Regions from separate parts of the Sus scrofa genome. Here region 2 is linked to region 1. Evidence: chromatin contacts called from public HiChIP or PLAC-seq data. All regions are on one chromosome and are shown on one strand. The core of a region is the stretch at or near the end of the contact, and the rest is flanking DNA. Distances in the headings are between cores, read along the strand shown. Region 1 has its middle 200 kb from the start of PREP. Region 2 has its middle 270 kb from the start of PRDM1.

What was found. HiChIP or PLAC-seq counts read pairs in DNA pulled down with a chosen protein or histone mark.
Region 2: a contact with region 1 is called in an H3K27ac HiChIP or PLAC-seq map of alveolar macrophages. The contact joins two enhancer-like sites. A contact is called at or near these places in 1 of 47 Hi-C or Micro-C datasets (fibroblasts) and 1 of 2 datasets of contacts at active chromatin or transcription factors (alveolar macrophages).

The regions. Positions count from the first base shown.
Region 1 is chr1:71,833,543-71,840,024 of Sscrofa11.1, reverse strand. It overlaps a transcript of PREP not described here. Among named protein-coding and RNA genes, the nearest start is that of PREP, 200 kb to the right of the region's middle. Within about 2 kb of position 2,849, at least 13 of the 83 cell types and tissues checked have an H3K27ac peak or open chromatin away from gene starts, as enhancers often do. A contact at or near this core is called in alveolar macrophages, where this site is marked.
Region 2 is chr1:72,032,599-72,038,537 of Sscrofa11.1, reverse strand. No RefSeq gene overlaps it. Among named protein-coding and RNA genes, the nearest start is that of PRDM1, 270 kb to the left of the region's middle. Within about 2 kb of position 3,142, at least 2 of the 83 cell types and tissues checked have an H3K27ac peak or open chromatin away from gene starts, as enhancers often do. A contact at or near this core is called in alveolar macrophages, where this site is marked.

The sequences.
Region 1 (6,482 bases), core at 1,600-4,099:
GATGACAAAAATTCCCCACAGAAACTGTTGTACACATTTCTCAAAATCCATAAATCCTAACGGCGACACTTTAACGTCCCAAAGTCAATGCATAAAAAATGTCTCTTCTTCTAAGTTAGGGCCTTTCTGGGATGTCTTGACCTTTGAAGTCTCTCCAATAGATAGGTTTTCTTTCTTATTCAAGAATACTATAGGAGTTTCCATTGTGACTCAGCAGGTTAAGGACCCGATGTTGTCTCTGTGAGGATATGGTTTCAATCCCTGGCATCACTCAGTGAGTTAAGGATCTGATGTAGCCGCAAGCTTCAGGGTAGGTCTCAGATGTGGCTCGGATCCCATGTTGCCATAGCTGTGGTATAGGCTCCAGCCATAGCTCTGATTCAACCCCTGATGCAGAAACTTCCATTGGTGGCAGGTGCAGCTGTAAAAAAGAAAAAAAGAGGAGTTCCCATCGTGGCACAGTGGTTAACAAATCTGACTAGGAACCATGAGGTTGCCGGTTTGATCCCTGGCCTTGCTCAGTGGCTTAAGGATCCGGTGTTGCCGTGAGCTGTGGTGTAGGTTGCAGACGTGGCTCGGATCCTGCATTGTTGGGCTCTGGCGTAGGCCGGCGGCTACAGCTCCGATTGGACCCCTAGCCTGGGAACCTCCATATGCTGCGGGAAGCGGCTCTAGAAATAGCAAAAAAAAAAAAAAAAGAAAAAAAAAAGGAAAGAAAAGAAAAGAAAAAATGGAATACCATATACTGATTTTAACTTCTGCTAACCCCAAAGTTATGATTAAAGATTTTCTAAAATATTTGGGTTTTTATAGCCTGAAATGATGCTCAAGTTGAGTAGCATGAGTCCCTTTTTCTCCCTGAAGAATTAAAAAACACTGAAGAATTAAAAACCAAATATCTCATCTGGGGAGGGGGAGCATATTATAGAGTAAATTAGAGAAATGGTAACGGCTGTAAGAGTTAAATAAACACACACACATTGTTTAATATTTATTACTTGGCCATATTACCCTCTACACACACATATATACATGGAAATCATTTTTGAAATTTACTAAAAAATCCATGAAGACTTTCACTAAGATTCTTCATTAATAATCTTACTGTTTACTAGGAATCCGCTTCTGCTCTCAAAGTTGGATTTTCTGCTCCCAAGAAGATTGGGCATATTTCACAGAGACAGAGGGTGACTTTCAGTGCAGTCAAGGTCTGTTGAGCTCTTTGGCCTCCTTATTCCCTCATCCTGCCAGCATGTGCTCCCCTACCCACTTTGGAGCACCCAGTGACTCCCATAGGATCTCACTACAAGCTGGTGCCTAGAAGGGGAAGCCCTCTTATAGGGAGAGCTAAACCTTGAATCCATTGAAGCAGATTTCCCATGGGTCTGTTGAGCATCTGGGGCCAAGGGATGGTTTTTCTCCCAGGGGTTTTCTGACTGCAATAGAAGACTCTTGGGGCTTCAAGTATGGATGCCAGGCAAAGTACACACAGCAGGGAGCCAGGCAGATGTGGTCTCTGCCATCCTAGAGTGTGCTTTTGTGCTTTCAGGTTAACCAGTCTTTGGTCCAATTGAAAGGCATTCTTGTACTCAATTTTAAAACTGAGACACAGAATATTACAATGCAATTCCATTTGTATGGAAAATACATATATATATACAACAGTAAATAAGCATGCATATGCATCTATTTGTCTATACTTTAAAAGCACTCCAAACACTAGAATAATACTGTATGATGTAGAGAGGAGGGAAGCATTTTTATTTTCAATATATATCTCTGTATTCTCTGCTTTAATTCTGTGTGTAACTTATAACTTTAAAGAAATCTAGTCTTAAAAACCAAACAAGGCATCCAGGTATGTCTTTATAAATAAACAGGGAAAGGTATATTGTTGAATGGAAATGCAATTTATAAGTATATCATGGAAGATTTCATTCTTATAAAGATAGATAGATAGATAGATAGATAGATAGATAGATAGATAGAGTATCTGTGGGGGGAAAAGAAATGAGCCTATAAAACAAATTGCTATCCAAACTTACCTTGGAGGTTGTGCTGAAGGAGAAGTCTTCTTATTTTCTATGTTACACATTTCTGTAACATTTGACTATTTTTTTCAGCGAGCATGAATTGATAATCAGAAAAAAAAATAAGAAAAACATTGTGATATGCCAAATAACCTCAGCTAGTTCTTTTTCATTTAAGTGATAAAAATAACTTAGAGGATAGTAGAGCAATTATTTTTTTCCTTTCTGGTAAAGAGCCATAAGCATAAATACTGACCAAGTACTAGTTTTTCCAAATCCCTATCATTCTCATTTGATCTTCAAAGTCCTAACTCTGAGAGGATTGCCTAGAACTCTTCAAGTTCAGTCTGGAGTCTTTGCCTCCATGGGAAAGGCCTGGAAGAGATGCCATCCAGCCGTGGAAATTTGGATCCCCCATGGGTCACTAGCCTTTCCTCAGGGCCGCCTTTCCACAGCATGCCACTGGCAAAGGATGTTTAGTTTATCCGAGGGGCAAACCCCTTTCAGGCCTTAACCCTTCAGCTTGACCTTGTACCCCCAAACCTTTGCTACCTTATGGGCCTCATCAAGATGTAGCAAGTAGATTCAGTTTTTGTTTTACTTTCGGAGCACTCATTTGAAGGTTTTCATTTTGAATTGGCCTGAATCTGGGTCTCAGAGCCACACACAGCTAGCGGCAAGCTCTTGCAAGGCAGAGATGGCCTAGGCAGGCTTGTCTGTACTTTCACTTCCCACCCAGACTCCTGAGCACAAACTGATGATGGGCGATTGCATCAGATGCACCGAGGCAGACCAATTAGAAAATCCTGAAATCCCCTTGATGACACAGCAGGCATGAAAGCCTGTTTGTGCCATATCACATGGCTAAATTTAGATGTAGTCTGGTTATTTTACAGCAAAAGCTCTTGAAAAGAGGCAGAGAGCAATCCAAGGATACAAAAAAACCTGCCCGGGCTGGTTAGTCTTCACTTATTTTGTAACGCAGACAGAGGAGGAATTAGTTCCAACCTCAGCCAGTTGCAACAGAGTCCTTGTTTCCATGAAGCTCCTCTGGAGAAGGAAGTGCCTTCTAGGTGCTCGGGAGCTGATGTCTGCCAAGCCCACACAGGATGTAAGCCGGGAAGGGTAACTGGTATCCTGGAAAACAAGTCAGTTATACAACACTGAGTTACTGACAGTGCCCTAGGAGTGCTTAAACCATGGTAAATCACAGGCATATGAATAAATTCATGCATTCTCAATGGGACAAGAATCAGTAGCCAAAGTATTAATAGTGCCAAGGGCATCATTCATGTTATCAACACACTGTTTGGAACCCATGCATCAGATTGACCTTTTCATTCATGTGAGAAAAAAAAAAAAATTGGACTTTCAGGACATGTTATCTCTAAACTATGGAGCTTGTCAATGTTTTCAGTCATTGATACCAACAAGAGCAGCATTATCCATTTCAGACTACTTGGTATTTGACAATTCTGTTTTTCTGTCATAGATTCTGTTTTTCTATGTCAAGGTGCAACAAACCATCTGGGTATGTTAACCATTCTTTTCTTTGAGAAGAGCTCGTCTTCTCCAGAGTCTTTCTAAATATTTTAATTTACAGAATAGAGTCTTTCCACCCCTTCTGAACTATGGGGCTGGAGAGCTACCACCTTAGGTGTGCTTAAAAATTTTCACATGTTGGCACCTGTCAGTGCTTCATCTGCTGATGAGTTGATTGATAAAAATCTTGAAAGAGTGGAGAGAAGCACAGATAAGAATTAGAATATGTGTGTCAGAGAGGAACACAGAATGGAAGCCCAAAGGGCTTTGAAAAACATGGAAATCCAAGTTGCCCTAGGAGAAGACCAGTGAACAGGAATGTATACAAGAAAAAGATCAACAATAACAAAAAATATACCCCCATGCTTTCTTTGCTAAGGATGTTCTTTGCTAAGGATGTAAGGTTGTCCTCTTTCCCACGTATCAGTCATGAAGGTGCTGGCCCTGAAGAAACACAAGTGCACTGAAACAGAGGATCTCACATTTCAGAACCCACAAATTCATGTGTAATTTGTCTCAGACAAAGCATTGAAGTGATTTACATAAACAAGAAAAAAAAAAAAAGGAGCCCAAAGAAGAAAAAGAAATGAGTTAAATAAGTAAAAAAAGTCATATAATTATCATGATAAATTGGATATAATTGTATAGCTATATATGTGTTATTTTATGTTAATAATAATATTTTATGTTGGTTAAGCATAGCACTTTTATCAATATCTCAAGCTTCAGTACATAACTCTTTCAAAGATCAAATTTATCATGAACTACAGATTTTCAGAAATATACCTTCTGCATTGTTCTGATCTGTCTTCTTTACCCCAAAGTTTCTAACAGACAAAATTTGGGGTAACAGTCAAAGTTTGGGGTTCCATTTGTATTTCTGTTGCTTCAACCATATCCGTAAATTAGAAGAAACCAGTGAATGGGTAGAAACAATTTGAAAATGACTTTGCTAGTTTAAAAAAAACACGCATAATGCAAAATCTGAGATGAGTCAAAGGGAGACATCGCCCAAAAAGAACACACACACACACACACACACACACACACACACACACATACACACACACACAGAAAAGAAAGCTATATCATTAGACAAGTTTGTTCACTTTCCAACAACAAGTGACTCATTCACCAGTTCATTTGCCACATACATTACACGACTTGAATACAAAACGGTATTTACCTTTCAACAACGACAGCAAAAGCCCCTAAGGTCTCGCATTACTTCAGTTTTCCCCTAAGTTTCTCAATATGCTGAACTAGTTTATTACCCTTCAGAAGAGCTGATCTGTGGAACTTGAAGAGACAAGGAAAAACAACCAATTATTTTTATACTTTGCACTAATAACAGCTACAGTCACTCTTCTTGCCCAAGGCACTTTCTCCTTTCCCTTTCACTGGGAGCTAATAAATAGATAGACGGGTGGGACAGATAGATGATAGGTAGATCGACAGATAGACAGATAAACAGTTTTAAAGAAATAGTTATTCAAAAGCCCCCTACAGAGCTGAGTATGGATCAAAAGCTACCTAAAATTTTAGAAGAAAGTTTCTAGAAAAACACAGCAAATAATGACTCAATGGTTACCTCAGGAAGAGACCAGCAGCATTACGTCTGGGGTCTGCTGGTTGTGTCTTACTTGGGGGAGAGGCTTGTTGATAACTCAAGCTTTTTCTGTCAGAGCTTTTCTCACCGGAGTAGGGGAAGGGCTCTGTGTTTCTACATGGTCTGTGTGACCTCACACTTACGGCTTCTGGGACAAAAAAAAAAATCTGGAATTTTATGTTATTAAAGTACACAAATGATGAATAAGTGAGGAGATTTATCAGCTTCATATTTATACATAAAGTAAAACCAGAACATTTCAGTATTGGTCAATGCTATGTGGTAAGTACATTCACATTCATTTTATGAATATATAAATTTATATATATTTACCATAGCTTTCTAATTTTTTAATTTTTAAAATAAAGACAAATAATAAAAAAGCTTCATATTGCTACAGAAAAAAAATTTTACTTCATGAATCAATGAAAAAAAAATCTAGTGTTTTTTCATAAGAAAAAGTTTGCCAACAAGTATTTTATTTCTAGAACCAAGGCAGAAGTTTTTTGTATAAAATTGTCTGCCAGATATTTGTTGTTTGAGATCAGGAAATATTAAAGTCTATTTGTCTGCCAAATATTTGTTGTTTGAGATCAGGAAATATTAAAGTCTATTTGAAAGTACATAATGAAAGTCATAGAGGAGGATTAACAGCTTAAATGAGGAGTTCCCTTGCTCAGTGGGTTAAACATCCAGCATTGTCACTGGTTAAAGATCTGGCAGTGGCTCTGGTTACTCCTATGGCGTGGGTTCCATCCCTGGCCAGGGAACTTCCACATGCTGTGGGTGCAGAAAAAAACAAAGAAAAATAAAAAAGAAAGAAATCTGGATTTCTAGACTAAGTTCTGATGCTAATGTATTATTTGAACTCAGCAAATGTCTTAGCTTCATGTGGGTCTCAGTTTCCTTATTTAAAAGTAAAGATGAGGAGTTCCTGCTGTGGTGCGGTGGAAATGAATCCATCTAGGAACCATGAGGTTGTGGGTTGGATCCCTGGCCTTGCTCAGTGGGTTAAGGATCCGGCATTGCTGTGAGCTGTGGTGTAGGTCGCAGACATGGCTCGGATCTGGCATTGCTGTGGCTGTGGTGTAGGCCAGCGGCTACAGATCCGACTGGACCCCAAGCCTGGGAACTTCCATATGCCACGTGTGTGGCCCTAAAAAGACAAAAAGACACACACATACAAAGTACATTCCTAATCTATGCATTACCAATTACAGTGCCATAGGCTTCTGGGCACTTAATGAGTCTTATGTGAGAGCCATATCCATCTTGAAACACAAAAAAGATTTAGTCTCTCA
Region 2 (5,939 bases), core at 1,893-4,392, 200 kb before region 1:
TGTACTGTGCTCACAATCAGGTCTGCAAATAAAGACAGTTTACTTCCTAAAAAACAAACAAACACAAACCTCACATCAGAACGCAAAGACTAAAGGAAAAAACTCAATACCCGACAATATGAAGTGCTGGTGACGCAATGGAGCAATCAGAGCTCTAGTACACTGTGGTGGGAGACAAACCAGGTCTAACACCTTTGAAAATGGCTCAGCACTGTTTTCTGGAGATGACAGTGTACATGCCATATGGCTCAGCAATTCTACACCTACACTTATAGCCAAGAGAAATGAAAGCACATAGGCATCAAAAGACACATGCAAGAAAGTTCCCAGCAGCACTCTTTGCAGTAGCCCCCAAATGGAAACAACTCAAACATCTATCAACAGAAGAATGGATAAATAAATTGTAGTATATGTATACAGTGGACCAGCAATGACAAACTACTGCAACATAGACACAGCTTACAAACAGAATGTTGAGTAAAATAAGCCTGACACAAAAGAATGTATCCATTGCAACACTATTTCTACAAAACTTAAAAACAGGTAAAACCAATACATGATTTTAGATGTCAGGATAATGGTTTCTTATGCAGGGAAGTAGTGCTCAAGAAGGACCCGGTGGTGAGGGGATGCTAAGGGGCTGATCATGTTGTGTTTCCTCTTCTGGGTACTGCTTAAAAGAATGTGTTTATTTTGTGAAAATTCATTAAGCTTGAAACTTGTGCACTTTTTTGTATATTAGAATTTGGTAGTTTTTCTTTTTTAAATCCCCAAATTAAAATCATGGGTACATTCTATTTCTTTTTCTGAGGGCATCTGTTTTTACTGTTTTCAGGTTTAGAGAAAACTTTTTTTTTTCCAAACTAAACTTATGGAAGTTTATATTCCAAATTTAAATCTAAATTTGGCTTGGTGTCGAGCAACCTCATAGGTGCTGGATTTGAAATATTAAATAGTTACATGGTAAACACAGCTCCTAGGTTCACAGGTCATACCTTCCTTAACCTTGGAAAGACCAAGTGTATTTATGTTTTGGGAGAAGGTAGGGACCAGATGACAGGAGATGGGATGGCCTAGACCAATGTGTGGTCATGGGAAACACAAAGATATTGGTCACTGTGTTCTTGCTGTTTCTTGGCACAGGCTTAGCCATTGGTTCTGTAGGTTTCTCAGTCTTCCCAGAAACACTGTTAAAACCACTGCAGGGCTGACCACTCATGAATGATGGAATTAGGGAGTTCCCACTGTGGTGCAGCAGAAATGAATCTGACTGGTATTCATGAGGATGCTGGTTCAATTCTGGGCCTTGCTCAGTGGATCAGGGATCCAGAGTTGGCGAGAGCTGTGGTGTAGGTCACAGACATGGCTTGGATCCTGCATTACTGTCACTGTGGTGTAGGCTGGCAGTTATAGCTCCGATTCTACCCATAGTCTGGGAACCTCCATATGCCATGGGTGAGGCCATAAAAAGCAAAAAATAAAATAAAATAATGATGGAATGAGTCATTTTCAAAACCCCTAATATGGCTAGGCTGGTTAACGAATAAACATGAGCATTGAACACAAAGGCGGTTTTACACAAAAGGTGGATTGTCAACACTAGGGTGAAGGCTGAGATCAAACGCCCAAATAAGAGCATTCCTGTGAGGGACAGGTGGCATTTGGCAGTGGTCGATACCCAGCCTTGATATCATGAAAGTAGGGATTGCCCATTTTGGCAAGTTTCAGTCTGACTTTATCTAGAAGCCCACATTCTGAGAAACGTAACCCTTGTGGCCCAAGCAGGGGTGTCTGTGAACTTTTAAAGTGAGTGTGAGTGTGTATTAGTGTGTGTGTGAGTGTGTGTGTGTGTGTGTGTGGAGGGGGAGGGGGTAGAGTGAGGATCAAGCTCTGCTTCAAGAACATTTAAATTCCATCTGAATTTCTAGTTTCCATGTCAACAAGAGACTGAGGAATTAAATGCCTCATTTAAAAAAATGTGATAAAATATTTTCTAAAAGTTTCCCACAAACAATAAGGGTGTATTTTTGCCTTCTCTAGCCACGATACTAATTTTTTTCCACTGACACTTTTTCGACTCTGTGGTTCATATGCTCTGTTTTCTTTCTCCCTAATCCCTCTTTAACTCCCTGAAATCTAATTTCCACCCTCACTGCTTTGCCCACATGGGCTCCTACTGGTCAACGGTTGCCAATTCTAATATCCAGAGTCTGTCTTTTGATCTCAGTCTCACTATCTTTTCTGCAGCCCTCATTATTTTTCCACCCTCTTCTTCTTGGAAAACTTTTATCCTTTCACATTTCCAGCATTAAACTCTCCTGTGTCCCTGCTAACTTTCCACTAATCCTGAAGTTGCCCATGTGCCTCTGGTTCCCCCCCCCTTCCCCCGACATCCCTGCCCCCCACTACCCTTGGGTCTTCATCTCTCCTTGCTGGGCACCCTGAGGCATAGAACTTGTCTCCGACCTCAGGGCTGCAAGCACGGGGGCTGATGACTCATAGGTTTGCAGCTCACCTCCTGCCTGTCCCTCACTCAGGGTTTATTCCCATATCTCTGGCTGCTCACTGGTCATTTTCACTTGAAAGTCTTCCCATCAGTTCATATCCCACAGTCTCTAACTGAGCTCATCACCTCCCCCACAAAACCAGTTCCCCTTCCAAGTTCCTTGTCTCGGCCATGACATGCTTGTCTCACGGTTTTTCCGACTCACAACTTCGAAGTCATCTTTACTGTTTCCGGTGCCTGGATCCTGGCTTGCCCCCCAGCCCTTCCCCGTGATGCTTGATATTCTTCAAGTTCTACTGTTGTCCACTCCCCCCACCAACCCCTTATTCTCTTTCATCCTTTCCATTTCTTAATTTGGGTCTTCAGCATCTCATGGCTATGTCACTAATTGCCCTTCCCTGCCAACCTGCCTGACTCCAGCCTCCCATACTCCAATCTGATCTCTTCTGCTCAGTTGCTAAATTTCCCCAGAACTCTGCATTTTCTCATCATTCCTTGCATCCAGCTTTTGAGGCATTTATATTATTCATTGAGCTTTCTTGGTTTCAAATTAAAAAAAAGCAATGCTCCTTGAGTACACTTATGTACCATGTGCAATGACAAGTGCTGGTGGGTGGGGATACAGTTAGGAATAATTGCACCATCTGAGCACTCAAAGAGAGGCCTCACAGTCACACCACCCTACCCATCTAGATTGAGAAGAGAGACTAATATCCAAATAATAGGAAGGATGAAGGAATAGGGACAAATTAGAAAATTGCAAAAGCTGCTTGTGGGCTGGGAACGGAACAGGAAGCCCTAGGGAGCCACATTCTTATATTTCTGTAGTGATGGGTGCTGATTTCAAAGTTCTGCCTATCTTAAGACTGGAGGGTGATGAATTTTCCTAAGAACAAAAGAATAGTGAAGGAGACCATGAAAGTTTGCTGTTGATTTTGTTTCCCCTTCTAGCTTATAAGCTTTTTGAAAAAGGGACCAGATGAGTGTTAGTCTTTAAATTTCACAGTGCTGGATTAATCTCTGTACTTCCAGGAGTTTTTAGCAAATTCCTAATGATTCATTATTTGATTGACTGATCCTAGTTAGTGCCACTGAATCTCTTTGTGATGTCTACTGATTCAGCCAATCTTGAAGCCCAAGTTCAAGTTCTCCAAAGGTAAATTTTTATAGTTTAACAGTGCCAAGTGACAGGGTTCTATGATTTGTTTCAGCTCTGCTAGGCCAGTCACATTTACATACAACTTCTTCAGAAAAAGGAACAAGGATAGACTCTTTAAATTCTCTTACACCCAGATGTTGGTGAAGAATATATTGGAAGAAGATAAAATAACCAAGAAAATTAACTTAAGAGGGAAAGAGGCTAAAAAAGAAGCCATGGAGTTAGGGAAAAAAACCTCTTTTTTACTTAAAAAGGGAGTGTGGGTTTCCACTTTGTTTTTTAAAATCACTTTTATTTTCCTACCCATAGCAGGTTGATAAAATCCAGATAGGTATTTAGCTAGGTTAACTCTCTGGATAGCTTTGTCAAGTGATATTTGTCAGGAAAAAGTGGTGCATCTTGACTCCCAGTACAGACCACTGCAAACCACAGGCAAAAGCAGGAGATTAGAATTCCAGAGATTTTTACTCCATTATTCTTCGAAAACCCCCGCCTTTGGTCCACCTCTTCACCTCCTAGGAAACCACTCTTTTCCTGTCCTAATGAGTGTATAGCTGTCTCCACCAACAGACAGAGGCAACCTGGGCACTCTTTGCCTTGCGTTGATAAACTTTGCAAAACAACGTAAATGTATGCTGTACATGAAAACAGTACAGACTGAAGTGGTGGGGTAGTTCCTCTGAAAAATCTGAACATGGCTGTTGACACATTTCCCTGGGGGTACTGGTATAAGGCAAAAATGTGACATGAAATGGAGGTATATTGTTTGAAGATTGCAGCTAAATCTCAAACCCTCATGGCAAGGGAAAGACAAGTCTGGCATGAATGCTAACTCTTGTCAATAAGTCAACTGCTTTGTCAAATTTCTTTCTTTTTTTTCTTTTCTCTACTTTGCACAGGACCCAGGTGACATAGAAGCCTGATTGGTGTGCTCTGTGCTCCCCGATATATATATATATTTTTTCTTGTTTGTTTCTTTTTTTTTTTAAGGATTTTTATTTATTTCCATTATAGCTGGTTTACAGTGTTCTGTCAATTTTCTACTGTACAGCAAGGTGACCCAGTCACACATACGTTATACATTCTTTTTTTCTCATGTTATCATGCTCCATCACAAGTGACTAGATATTGTTCCCTGTGCTATACAGCAGGATCTCATTGCTTATCCACTCCGAAGGCAATAGTTAGCATGCTTTGTCAAATTTCTTAGGTGGCCAACAAGTTCATGTACTGGCTTGAATGTCATCTTCACTTACATGGTTAAAACTGGGTTCTGTGACGTCCCTTACCACCCAGTATATTATAAGACAGAGTCTCTGTGTTACCTCTGGTTCAGGTGGCAGGTCTGGTACAAATGGCTATGGAATAATAAGAAAGTAGTTGTTGTTTTGTTTGCTGGAAAGAACAGAGAGCTCCCAAGATGGGCATGGGCCTGGTACTTCTCCAAATCTCACTGGCAGTGATAGACTTTTGTATATAAATGTTTGTTGGATTCAATAGCCAATAAGAGTTCCATCCTTTACTCACTGTTTGAAGTACCACAATGATTTTGTATAGATCAAAACAACAAAACTGAAGAAAATAACTCTTAAGCAGCTCTTTATGTTTTTGAAATGAAAATGCAGAACATCAGACAAGTCAAGAGAATATTTTTACACTGGAGAACTAGATTGGACCAGAAGATGTGGGGTTTTCCTGAGGGCACTTAAAAGAGGGTGGCTTTTACTCTAAGCATGATGGGATGTCAATGAAAGATTCGAATCAGGGGAGTGAAGTGATCTGAGTTATTTAAGGAGACCATACATACGTACTGCTGTGTCAGAATGAAAATGAGCTTCCATCCTCCCTCCCCTGGGCCTCCTGGCTCCTCTGACCCCTCGGCTCCTGCAGCTGCTGCCCTTTCGCCCTGTGTTCAGCAAGAGCAGTCTGTTTATGAGTCATAAGGGCCTTCAAGAAGGAGGGGGTGGGCAGTGAGGACACTGCTACCAAAATGCCTCGTAAGACGAGTGCAAGAAAATATCCAGTGGATTTGGAATGTGGAGGTCACCAGTGACCTGGCAAAGCAGGTTCAGTGCCAGTGGCCAGTTGGAGGTAGAATGGAGGCAAGAGTGAGTTGGAGAGAGAATTGGAAAGAGAAGAAATGGAGACAGCACATCTGCACAATGCTCAATGGAAGAGCAATTATAAAATGAAGCAGAAGGAAGGAGTGGTGATAGCAGGGGATGTAGGGGCACGTGTGATAGTTTGAGGTGGTTGCTAGCAGAGTCTGTGTAT